2 separate regions of the Gasterosteus aculeatus genome follow, and region 2 is linked to region 1. The links are chromatin contacts, called in public Hi-C maps. All regions are on one chromosome and are shown on one strand. Each heading gives the region's core, a stretch centred on a gene start, on an enhancer-like site or on the middle of the called end of the contact. The rest is flanking DNA. Distances are from core to core; before and after follow the strand shown.

The links. Hi-C and Micro-C count contacts between places; a contact is called where the count stands out from the background.
Region 2: a contact with region 1 is called in a Hi-C map of skeletal muscle, with 8 times the contacts expected there. The contact joins the promoter of LOC120825010 here to the enhancer-like site in region 1. A contact is called at or near these places in 2 of 6 Hi-C or Micro-C datasets (both in skeletal muscle).

The regions. Positions count from the first base shown.
Region 1 is chr1:26,681,781-26,686,659 of fGasAcu3.hap1.1, forward strand. No RefSeq gene overlaps it. Among protein-coding and RNA genes, the nearest start is that of lancl1, 9.8 kb to the left of the region's middle. Within about 2 kb of position 2,346, at least 1 of the 9 cell types and tissues checked has open chromatin away from gene starts, as enhancers often do.
Region 2 is chr1:26,840,729-26,846,004 of fGasAcu3.hap1.1, forward strand. LOC120825010 (receptor tyrosine-protein kinase erbB-4) reads right to left here and starts at 2,059. Exons shown (of 27, transcript XM_078100196.1): 1 at 1,689-2,059. The coding sequence starts at 1,752. It overlaps LOC120828705 (receptor activity-modifying protein 1), which reads left to right and starts at 3,348. Exons shown (of 3, transcript XM_040192225.2): 1 at 3,348-3,966; 2 at 5,008-5,137. The coding sequence starts at 3,894.

The sequences.
Region 1 (4,879 bases), core at 1,096-3,595:
CTCCCCTCCCCTCCCTCCTCCTTGTGGGAACACAAGTGCTGGTGAGAGTGATGCATACTGATACAAAAGCAACCGGAGGAGCCTTATCGCTGCTGTCAGACGGAGCCATTGTCCACGCACAAACTCCCCCCATGACAACAAAAGCACCGGAGACACAAGCGGAGATCCTTGTTCCGAGATGATATTTAGGCGGAAAAAGAAAAAACACACAAAAAAAGTTGAACAAAAGGACATCGTATCACGGGGGACTACTGACATTGGAAGTCAGGACCTTGTAAGAGGTTTCTGAGCTGGATGTCATTGGGTTTGACTAATAGAAATTCACATGGCAATTGTTTTTCTCACCAGATTGCAGATTTTCAGAGCAGGCCCGAGCTGTCATAACTCATAGATGTCACGCAAGGACTCGCTTTCAGGTGTCCTTCCTCATCTCTTTCATTCCCGTGCTCCGGTGAGTGAGCATGTTCCAGGAATCAAATCAGCCCCCTGAAACTAGAAAAGAAACAAAAAACGATATGTTGCCTGTTTCCTTGAAGAATGTAAAAGATAAACACACCTTCAACTGACACAAAGTTTGAGTTGTTTGATTCCTGCAGGAAATGAAAATATGTCTTTGTAGAACTCGCAGTGATTACTAGTTGTTTACACGTATAGCTGCTTCCAGACAGGACAACAAACGTGGTAACTTGGTGTTAACGAAGGGTAGACCAGGAAGGACAAGACTAAAGAGGAAGAATTTCTGCAGACGGATGTGAAACAAACACAGTGACGGGCAAAGAGTTCACCAAAGCAAATATCCACAGGTTGACAGATGCGCAAAATGTCCTTTTGCTTTTGGGGGGGGGGTCACCCGGGCGCCTGTGATCCTGACCTGCAGTTCAAAGCCTTTATTTCGTCTTTCAAGCAGACCTGTCATGTGGGGTTCACAGCCACGGATGCTTCACCGAGCTCAACAACAAAGTCCAGCACAACAGAACCACCTTCCTCAAAGTCGGGTGTTTCAGACGTTATTCGGGACCAGTTGCAGCGACAGATGAAATGAGAGAAAAACAGCTTTCTTGTCACGACAGTGCAGACTGCAAACTGCAGGAAAAAAAAAAACTGCCGTCGGGTTAAAAATTCAAGGTCATCTCATAAGTGCTAATAGCATGAAAGCCACACGGCGTCATCTGGTAATTACAGTCTTGAGGGCAAACAATCGGTTCCTGAGAAACGCAAGGCGGACAAAAACCGAAAGCTTTCAGAGAGTAATTCTGGCTCACCGCGGATTTTTTTCATGGTTATTGTACCCTAAAGTGTGCACAAAAGTGAAGCAGAACAATGCAAAGGCAATGACTCACCTGACTGGACTGTGAGGAGACAACTCGATTGTGTAGACAAACAGATATCACACCCATGGGCGGATTGTGAGACACACTCCATTTAGCCCCCTAATGCTGTAGCGTTGTGTCTGTCTGTAATTGATTCGGTATTTCAGAAGTATTCATGCAATTTTGGGGGGATTGTGTAGTTCTTTTCGTTGTTTGGTCTCATTGTGTCTCCTTGCTGCTTGTCTTTTCAGTCTTTTTGTGTCTTTGTACTGATTAATGTTTATTTCAGCTCATGATGTGTCTCTTCCTAGTTGGTACCTGTCTCTTAAAGTGATATTTTGTTGGTCGTGGCCTCGTTGAAGGGGGGGGGGGCTGAACCCCTCGAGGTCCCACTCACATGTGATTGTTGAACTGCTTCAATTGTCCCCTGAATGGGATCACTCATGTTGAATCATGTTAAGACAAGTAATAAAAGAGTCGTTAAGTATCCACATTACCACATAACACACACACACACACACACACACACACACACACACTGCAGAATTTACACCGTCTCTCAGCCCCCCCCCCCCTTCCCTTTCCATACAGTCGATGAACAAGGTGAATGAACAAAATCAGCTATTTGTCTACCAAAGCATGCCGGTGCCCTGAGTGACTCTCTTTAAGGGATTAAACTCGATACGGAGCGCGTTCACAATGGCCGTCATTTTCCGTTAAATTAAAGTGTGATTTTAAATGACCCCCGCCGTTTCCTGCTCGGTCACCCCTGAGGTATAGAAGCGGCGTGCCTCCGTCTCGTCTGTAAAACAACTCAGGACTTCTTTGTGTTTGCGTAACAATCAATGAGCGGCAGTCTGTAATTTTGCCTCGAGCATTCGATCCGTCTCTTTTGTTCCTCCGCGTTCCTCTCAAGAGGATGGTGATGGGACTCGTAATTGCACGTTTGCCAGTTATATAAACATAACCTCTCGTGTTGAGTGCATTCATCAGTTGAGAGCAATGCAATCAGGCACACTTAAAGGGAGAGAAAAAGAAGATGGTGTTAATGATCTGAATGCACATTAACCATAAATGTGTAGAGCAAATTCATCTAATACTGAACCCTTTGGATGGTGGAGACGTTCTTCTTCTTCTTCTTTGTCCATCTAATCCGTCCATTTGTTCATCTAAAATAACTTCACTCTCTGTCCTCCGCCGGGACACAGAATGTCTCCTACAGTCGGATCTCAAGTACCAGCAGCAACTTTTCCCTCTTATTCTCTTCCCCCCCGCCCACAAAAAAGGGTTTCTGTCGTACTGCCGTGTCTTTTAGTGTCCCTCCCTCAGACGGGCCTCCCTCATCGTGATTGCACTCCACTCCGGCTGATTAGTGGCCCGGCTGGGAGCCCGAGCTGGGTCGGTGATTTTCACATTCCCCCGCTGGGTCTGCTGATGGCGCGAGAACCCCCCCCCCCCACCCCAGAATCCCCGTCGCCTTGCTCGCCCGCAGCCCCTCGGCCCCCGCGCCGCCCGCTCCCGCCTTAATCCCGTCCACGGCCCCGGGCTGATTGTCTCTCGCTGGGCCTCGGCCGGTCGGGGGCCCACCGTCCCCGCCGAGGCCTCGCACGGAGCGCGGAATCACCTCCACCTGGTTACGTTCGCGCGCTCACGCCGGGTGTTTTTTTGAGGCGGGCGCGTGCTTCCGAGGCGCCTTCGCTTATCACGGTCCCACGTGGCGACCGCGGTGGGGAAAGTTGTTTGGCTTCGCCGGCGGACACGGCCTGGCGGGGGAAGGATGGGGGCCGGAATAGAAATACGGCGCTCAGCAGCCGCACGGATCCGAGGGAGGTGAAAGAGGACGGACGTGACGGCGGCAGAGGCCACGTAAGGACGGCTGTTCAGAAAACAGCGAGTAGCTGAAAGTGGGCTCCACGTGAGTCGGGCCAAGTGGAGCCTGAAAATGTTTTCAATGATTCAAAGGTGAATTGTAGTCCGCAGGCCCCCGCTCACGGCTAATCAAAGCATGACGTGCTCTGCACACTGTCAATTATTGCTAATATGGAAATATCTCAAAATTGGAATTCCTCTCCACGCAACCCATGCCCCCAAAACAAAGATATGTCATGAAATGATTGAAAACTCTAATTGACAAGAGAATAGTGTTGAAAAAAAAACGGATTTGCTTTGGTCTTTGATTGAGTGTATCTACAAATCCGGAGCTTTTCAATTTCAAATCTTTTAGTTTCATATTTTTAGATTTTTACTCAGGACTTTTCACACAGATCCTCCTGCAGTTAAGTGCACTAAGGACATATTTCCCCACTATTTCTTCTTATTTTAACATGGTACCAACTCAATTATAAACGAACCCCACCCTCTCAAAGGTTTGAAAAAGCAACATTTGGACATCTCTTGCCCGTTAAGCCGCTCCTCTCACGTATGCTGGAACTTTTCCTGTTTAAGAGGAAAAAGAGACAAAGCAAAAAGAGTTATTCGAGTCAGTGAGAGCCCTGTAGGCAGCGTGCTTCTCCCCGCGGCTGTGACACCCGTATCAGGCAGACGGAGTGGAGGCTTGCCGCCCCGCTGGGCCCGCATGACAGCGCTCTAACTCCTCCGTCCCGTCCCGGGCCGACCGCACCGCCTGCGCGTCACTAATCGAATCCCGGCACAGAGAGCGCGCGGCCCCATACATCAGCCCTTTGTCAGCAAGGCCTGAGATGGCGCCTGAGCCGCCTCACTGCCACATAATAGGCCAGTTACCCGGCCAGTGTGTGCGTGTGTGTGTGTGTGTGTGTGTGTGTGTGTGTGTGTGTGTGGGTGTGTGTGTGTGTGTGTGTGTGTGTGTGGGTGTGGGTGTGGGTGTGTGTGTGTGGGTGTGGGGGGGCGCTTACGAGCAAGAGAGACCTATGAATGGCCGTGTGTGGTGGGGTGAGAAATATGCGTAGTGCTTCCATCGCTGCTTCCTTTCTCTGCTTGGATCCACACACACACACACACACACACACACACACACACACACACACACACAGACAAAGAGCATTGCAGCGCTTTAATTCTGCATAAAAGGGTCTTCTCTATTACACGTTTCAGAGGCCGGTCCAATCATTGTCGCTATAGGCGCACACACGCCTGCGGGGGGGCGGTGTCACTTCAAAACCTGTAGAGGCGGCATATTCCAGACTGGCACCGAGGGGTCCGAGGGGTATTTTAGAGTGCAGAGGCATGTATCTGAATCAGACATGGTTTTTAATTATCTCGTCGCGGTGTAATTTCCTAGCTGAGGGCAGTCCATTTCCTTGCTGAGGTTGCATTTCCATAATTCCCCCAGCATCTCCGAGACGGCACAGTTCCAAAGTCCTCGGATGATACGCGGCATATATTAATTGAAACTGAAATGTCAGCTGTAAAGGTCCCACCTGTGTTTCCGTGTGATACACAGCACAGGCCTCCTTTTCCCATTAGAAACAGCAACACCGAATAATGAAAACCCAACTAATATTCCAATTAAATCCTAAACATCCAATAAACATGAGAGCGGACGGCTGCGGTCTGGAGTTGGTTGATGAAACGCGAAGCGTCAAAATGTA
Region 2 (5,276 bases), core at 809-3,308, 160 kb after region 1:
TTTTCAGGATAAGGATCAATCCCGTCCTCTGAATTACTTCTTCTCAATGTTTATTTGAAAGGAAGAGGAAGTCCTCAGATCCTCTCGCTCAGCCAGCAGTCAGTCAAACCAGCCTTCAATCAGGCGCCTTGTGGTGCCAACATCTCCATTTTTGGCATGTGGCCTTACTGTACACAACACACACCCACGCACACACACCCACACACACACAATACTGCATATAGCTCCACAGACCAGCTGACTGGCAGGAATGCAGCAGACATTTGTCTCGCCACGGGAGCGCGCAGACAGATTCAATCACCATCTTTAAACGCAACTGAAGCGACGTGCTCAACTTGCTCCAACCTGATAGGACATGATCGACGGGGCAGGGTGGGACTTCTTTAGAGCCACGGTGAGAGGAAAAGGGAAGATTGAAAGCTGAAGAGAGTGGACGGACAGCACACCAACATCCACTCTGCATACACACCCACGATGAACGTCCCAGGAGGCATAGCTCGGATTCTTGGGCTGGATTTGCATCACAGATCTGTTGGATGGGAGTGTATGCATATAGTGAATAAATAACACCCCCCCCCATTCATCCCCGCCTGACACTCATCCATCCACTCCAATGCAAGACCTACGCCACAACCAGCCAGCAGTGTGTGTTTGTTTCTCCTGCCTCAGAAGGAGCCCCCCCCCCCCCCAAGCCCCCTACCCAGAATCAGTTTGTGCCTTTTAAAATCAATCCTGCTACGCTTCTTTTATTCCAGTACGGCATCCCTTGCCAAAGCTTGATGATATCAATTAATACAGAAGATTCATGGCATCACCAAGTGCTTAACAGCCCAAAATGAAGACCCGGGGCAACAACGAGGCGATACAAAGTGCTTCACATTAAATCATTAAAATCATCACAACACAAAATGGCAAACAAAAAAAAACATGACTGTGCATGACATTGCACCACAGAACGAACCAAAAAGACCAGCGGAGCTTAATAAAGTCCTCACTGAACAGCGACTCTGTGCAAAGTTCAACGGCGAGAATTCTCATCAGCAAAGTCAATTATTTGCTGATCAGTGTTGCAAAATCACGAACAACATGTCACACAGCAAATGTGACATGTCGCAGCAGCAAATCTGCCAGGGTACCAAATAAAAGTGCAAGCTATTGAGCATCGGATTACGGGCATTTTCGACCGGGGGACCGACCCCAGGGGCCCGGGGGACGCGTCGTGCTACATCTAAATGAATGCGCCGCTTACAGCGGTTCAATTAAAACTACGGCGCGTTTATGCTCATCGAGTGAACAATATGAAACTAACGGGTATTCAGAGTCACGCTTTCATCACAGTTTCGATTTCTTCAGTGGATTTTGGAACATTTCGGAACTGCGGGGTTTGGAGCCTCGCGCGCGCCGCCGAATCCCACAGCTGAGGCTGCCGCAGGTGTGACTCTCGGTGCGCCGATTCCAAACAGCGTCAACGAGCTCGCATATGAAGTTGTGTCAAGTTTTTTGACAGCGTGATGTTGATCCAACAACAGGCGGCGTTTAATAGCATGCCCATTAATTATCATTACGCACACTGGTAGAGTGGATCAGCCGGTGGCGCGTGAACCCTCGCCGGACCCCTTCCCGCTTCACCGGGCTGACCTGACGGGGAGGACCCCGGTGCCGAGAGAGACGCACATCCAAGCACTCACCTGACTGTGCCGCACTCGATGGGATCACCAGCAAAGGGACGAGGAGGCAAGCGAGGAACTTCATCTTCGAAAAAGAAGGGGGCTGCTTGTCTTGATAACTCCCGTGACTCACATGTCCAAATCAAGATATCCGCATGTCTCTATTGCGCACAGAAATAAACAACCGCAAGCAGAAAGGAGGAGAAAAACAAACACGTCAGAGTCTTCGCTGACACGGTGTCCGTGTGCGTGGAGAGCTTTTACGCGGCGCGTTATTGGCGGTTTGTTTATCAGTTCCCAGGCCGGTGTTTAGGTCGTTGTACGCCGAGGATAATCACAGCCATTCACTCCCCACGCTGCAAGAGCGCCGGTAGGGCGGGGGGGGGTGGCGGGTGGCGGGTGGGGGACTCGGCGCGGACTGTAGGGGGGTCCGAACACGCCTCCTCTCTGTGACTGACACCCCCTTCAGCCTATTAAAACGGCTATCCGAAAGATTAGGAGCGTCTTGTTCTCTCTTTTTTTGGGGGGGGGGGGGTTAAATCCGCCCACCTCACGTATCGCCTCTTCTGATTGGCTATTCGGCGTCTTCCCTGCTGTCGCTACACCTGTCCAGAGAAGACGCTCTTTTGGTTTCTACCTGTGGATGTTCTCGGCTCTGGGAGCTTATTGGCTTCCATGACACATCACATACAAAGTCTGAAAAGAAAGAACACCACGGCATATCTCCGTGTTGTCACAGACTGGTTAACAACTATCCAAATACCGCATTCTGGGTGGATTATTGAAGTCAGCCTCGCAGCAAGTGGCCAGCCGGTGCAAATGTCCACCAGCAGCAGGCCAATAAACTTTTGATGAAGCTGGTGGAAAAAAAGGGGCCGCGCCGAGCGGGATGGCTGCGGCAGTAAACCATTTTCAGGGCCGCTCGTTTTACGAGCCGGCGTGTCCCATTCCACCTCCGCTGGCTTCCTTTGTAGACTGATGTCAAAGTGTGAAACAGTCTGCGGGGGGAGAAGAGAGTATTGATTTGTGATGCGTGTACAGCATAAACTGGCTCCATTACCAATCAGCTCCCCAAGTTTAGGAAAGGATCCTGCATAACAGCGGCAAAGAGAGGCTCCATTTAGGGTCCTCTGCTGCTCTCTAGAGGAACATGCAGAGAATTACTCCATTCCCAGGGCCCCCTGCAGTTTGCATGAATCTGCAAGCTGTTTTTGGGGACTTTTGGTCCAAAAACCACCTTGAATCCCATTCGTCTATCAACATTTAGAAAACTTTGATGTGTCAGAACGACCGGAGCAGCCACCAGCGTCGCTGACACACGAGCCGTGTGACGCATTTATTGGAGCTCAGTGGCACGCCGGCACTCACACTGGGGGGGCCGCACGACTCCGAGCGGCCCCGGAGGAGACTATAGATGTCACTCTGTTCCCGTACAAGAGGAAAAGAAAGAAAAACAAAATGTGCAGATAAAACGTTCAATTACTGACATTTGAGAGCTTGGAGACGGGAGTTCTGCCTCAGCGCTCCGTAATGTGTCCCCGTGTGAGTCCAAAGAGACATTTGATTGAGGGGGACGGGCGCGGGGGGCTGCATATCATACAAATTATAAATAACTGATGGGGGGGTGGGGACTTGAGTTATAATTAAAAACATATGATGAGTCTAACGTTGTGTTATCTCACAGCGGGCCTCCGCAGTGGTAATGGTGCCAATTTAAGAGCGCGTGGCTTTCGACTCGTGGATTATGAATCGGAATAGTTGTGAATTGAAAGGCGTCCTCCTGTGGAATGGCACGCTCCGTTCTAGATTAAGGGCACAACAGAAACAAAACAATGCGGCAGCCCTTCAGGGGCTCAGTTGTTGCACTTTATAACGCGGCTCTTTTTGAATCACCCGTGCCTCTCATATCTGTCCGGGTGTCCGGCTGTGTCGCGTCCCCCTCGTGAGCGGCGGCACGCTGGATCAGATGACGCGCAGAAGCTTCTATGATTAGGTCCAAGCGCCGGAAGGGGGGGGGGAGCTGCCCGCCCACTGTGTCCGGCCAAAGGGAGGGGGGGTAGCGTGCAGTTTGCCCCCTTGTCCCTGTCCCTCTGTTATCTTTCACGTTGGTGTGTGTGTTTCTGGGTGTGTGTGTGGGCCAGTGGCTGTGATACATGGAGGAAGAAGGAAAAGGCTGCTGTTGATTCCCCCCCCCCACCACCACCACCACTCCAGGGACTGAGCAGAATGCGTGAAAGCGCCCTGGAGGAGCTCGCCATGGCTGCGCAGCGCGCGTCGCTCCTCATGTTGTTGTTGGCAGGTGAGTGATTTGATCCGTGGGATTCTGCCGTTTCCTTACATGAATAAATCGCATGCATTTGGAATGGTGTGTTGCAATAAACACAAGTAGTACACATGTCAGAGATGACTGACCTCGTAGAGATCCTGTTTTGTCTGTTTGTTGTCTATGCATTCATTCGTTTATTTAGTTTAATCCGCAGCTTTGCACAGTTTGTGTCATCGTCTGAGGCAACGTCAGGGGGGGGGAAGGGAGGAAAGTAGCGATTTCTAACTGTAGAAAAACATTCTTTCAAGTTGTGACTCAACTTTGTGGTAAAGCAAGACACAGAAAATGCTCCCTTTGACTGTCGTACTACTTATAATATCATCAGATGATGCATTGGGTGTCCATACCCCTCCTCAGTAGTATCACTCGAGCACGTGTCCGATTGACGCCAACATCAGGACTCAGCCGCTGGCTAAGCATCTGAGATGGACGGATCCTCGTCTCATTTATGAGCCTCATTTATTTCCATAGATATTGGGTCCAGGAACAGCCGGCAGAATTCATGATTCCTGTTAGACTGACGGGTGTTTCCTCTGCGTGTGTGCCCAAAATATGGAACGCATCACTTTAGATGGAAGTAGGTAGATCCTCCAGCTAGCAGCCTTTTAAATACTTGGCTGTCAGATAAAAAGATGGAAGACAGACTGGCAAAACACAACACAAATGCTTGGTTTTCCAAAAGTGTTTGAGGCAGATTATCTGGGAAAAGTTTGCTGCGCGAGTCAAGCCTGATTTTTCACAAAGTCCTTTTTTCTGTACGGCATCCCTTTCAAAATCCCCGTGTGTCAACACATTCAGTTTTCCCTTTCGAGTGTCCCCAGAGCCCGGGACAGGCAGCAGACAGCGAGCAAACACAACGGCCTTATCAGGCCGCCGCAGACCGCCATCCGCCATGTTGCTCCGTTGTGACGACGGACCCGTTGGGCTCAGCCCAGAGTCCCGTGGGACGAGCAGCGGCCCGCCGGCAGCATCTCTCATTACGTTCAGTTTGACTGGTTTATTTTCTTCCTCCAGTCCTTCCGTCTGCATCCGGGTGCAACAGGGGCTTCTACGAGAGGATCAACGACATGTGCTTGGTGAAGTTCAAACTGGACATGGGAGGGCTGGACCGAGGCCTGTGGTGCAGCTGGCCGGACACCAGCGAGTGAGTCGACGCCACCGGGGTCGTGCAGAAAGAGAGGTGCCCCAAGACGAGAAAGCGTTTAGGGAATTGGATCCTGGTTCGATGGAAGAGATGGATTTGGTGGAAAGGGTTTTATGGTTTGAGGTTGCTCAGGAAGTAG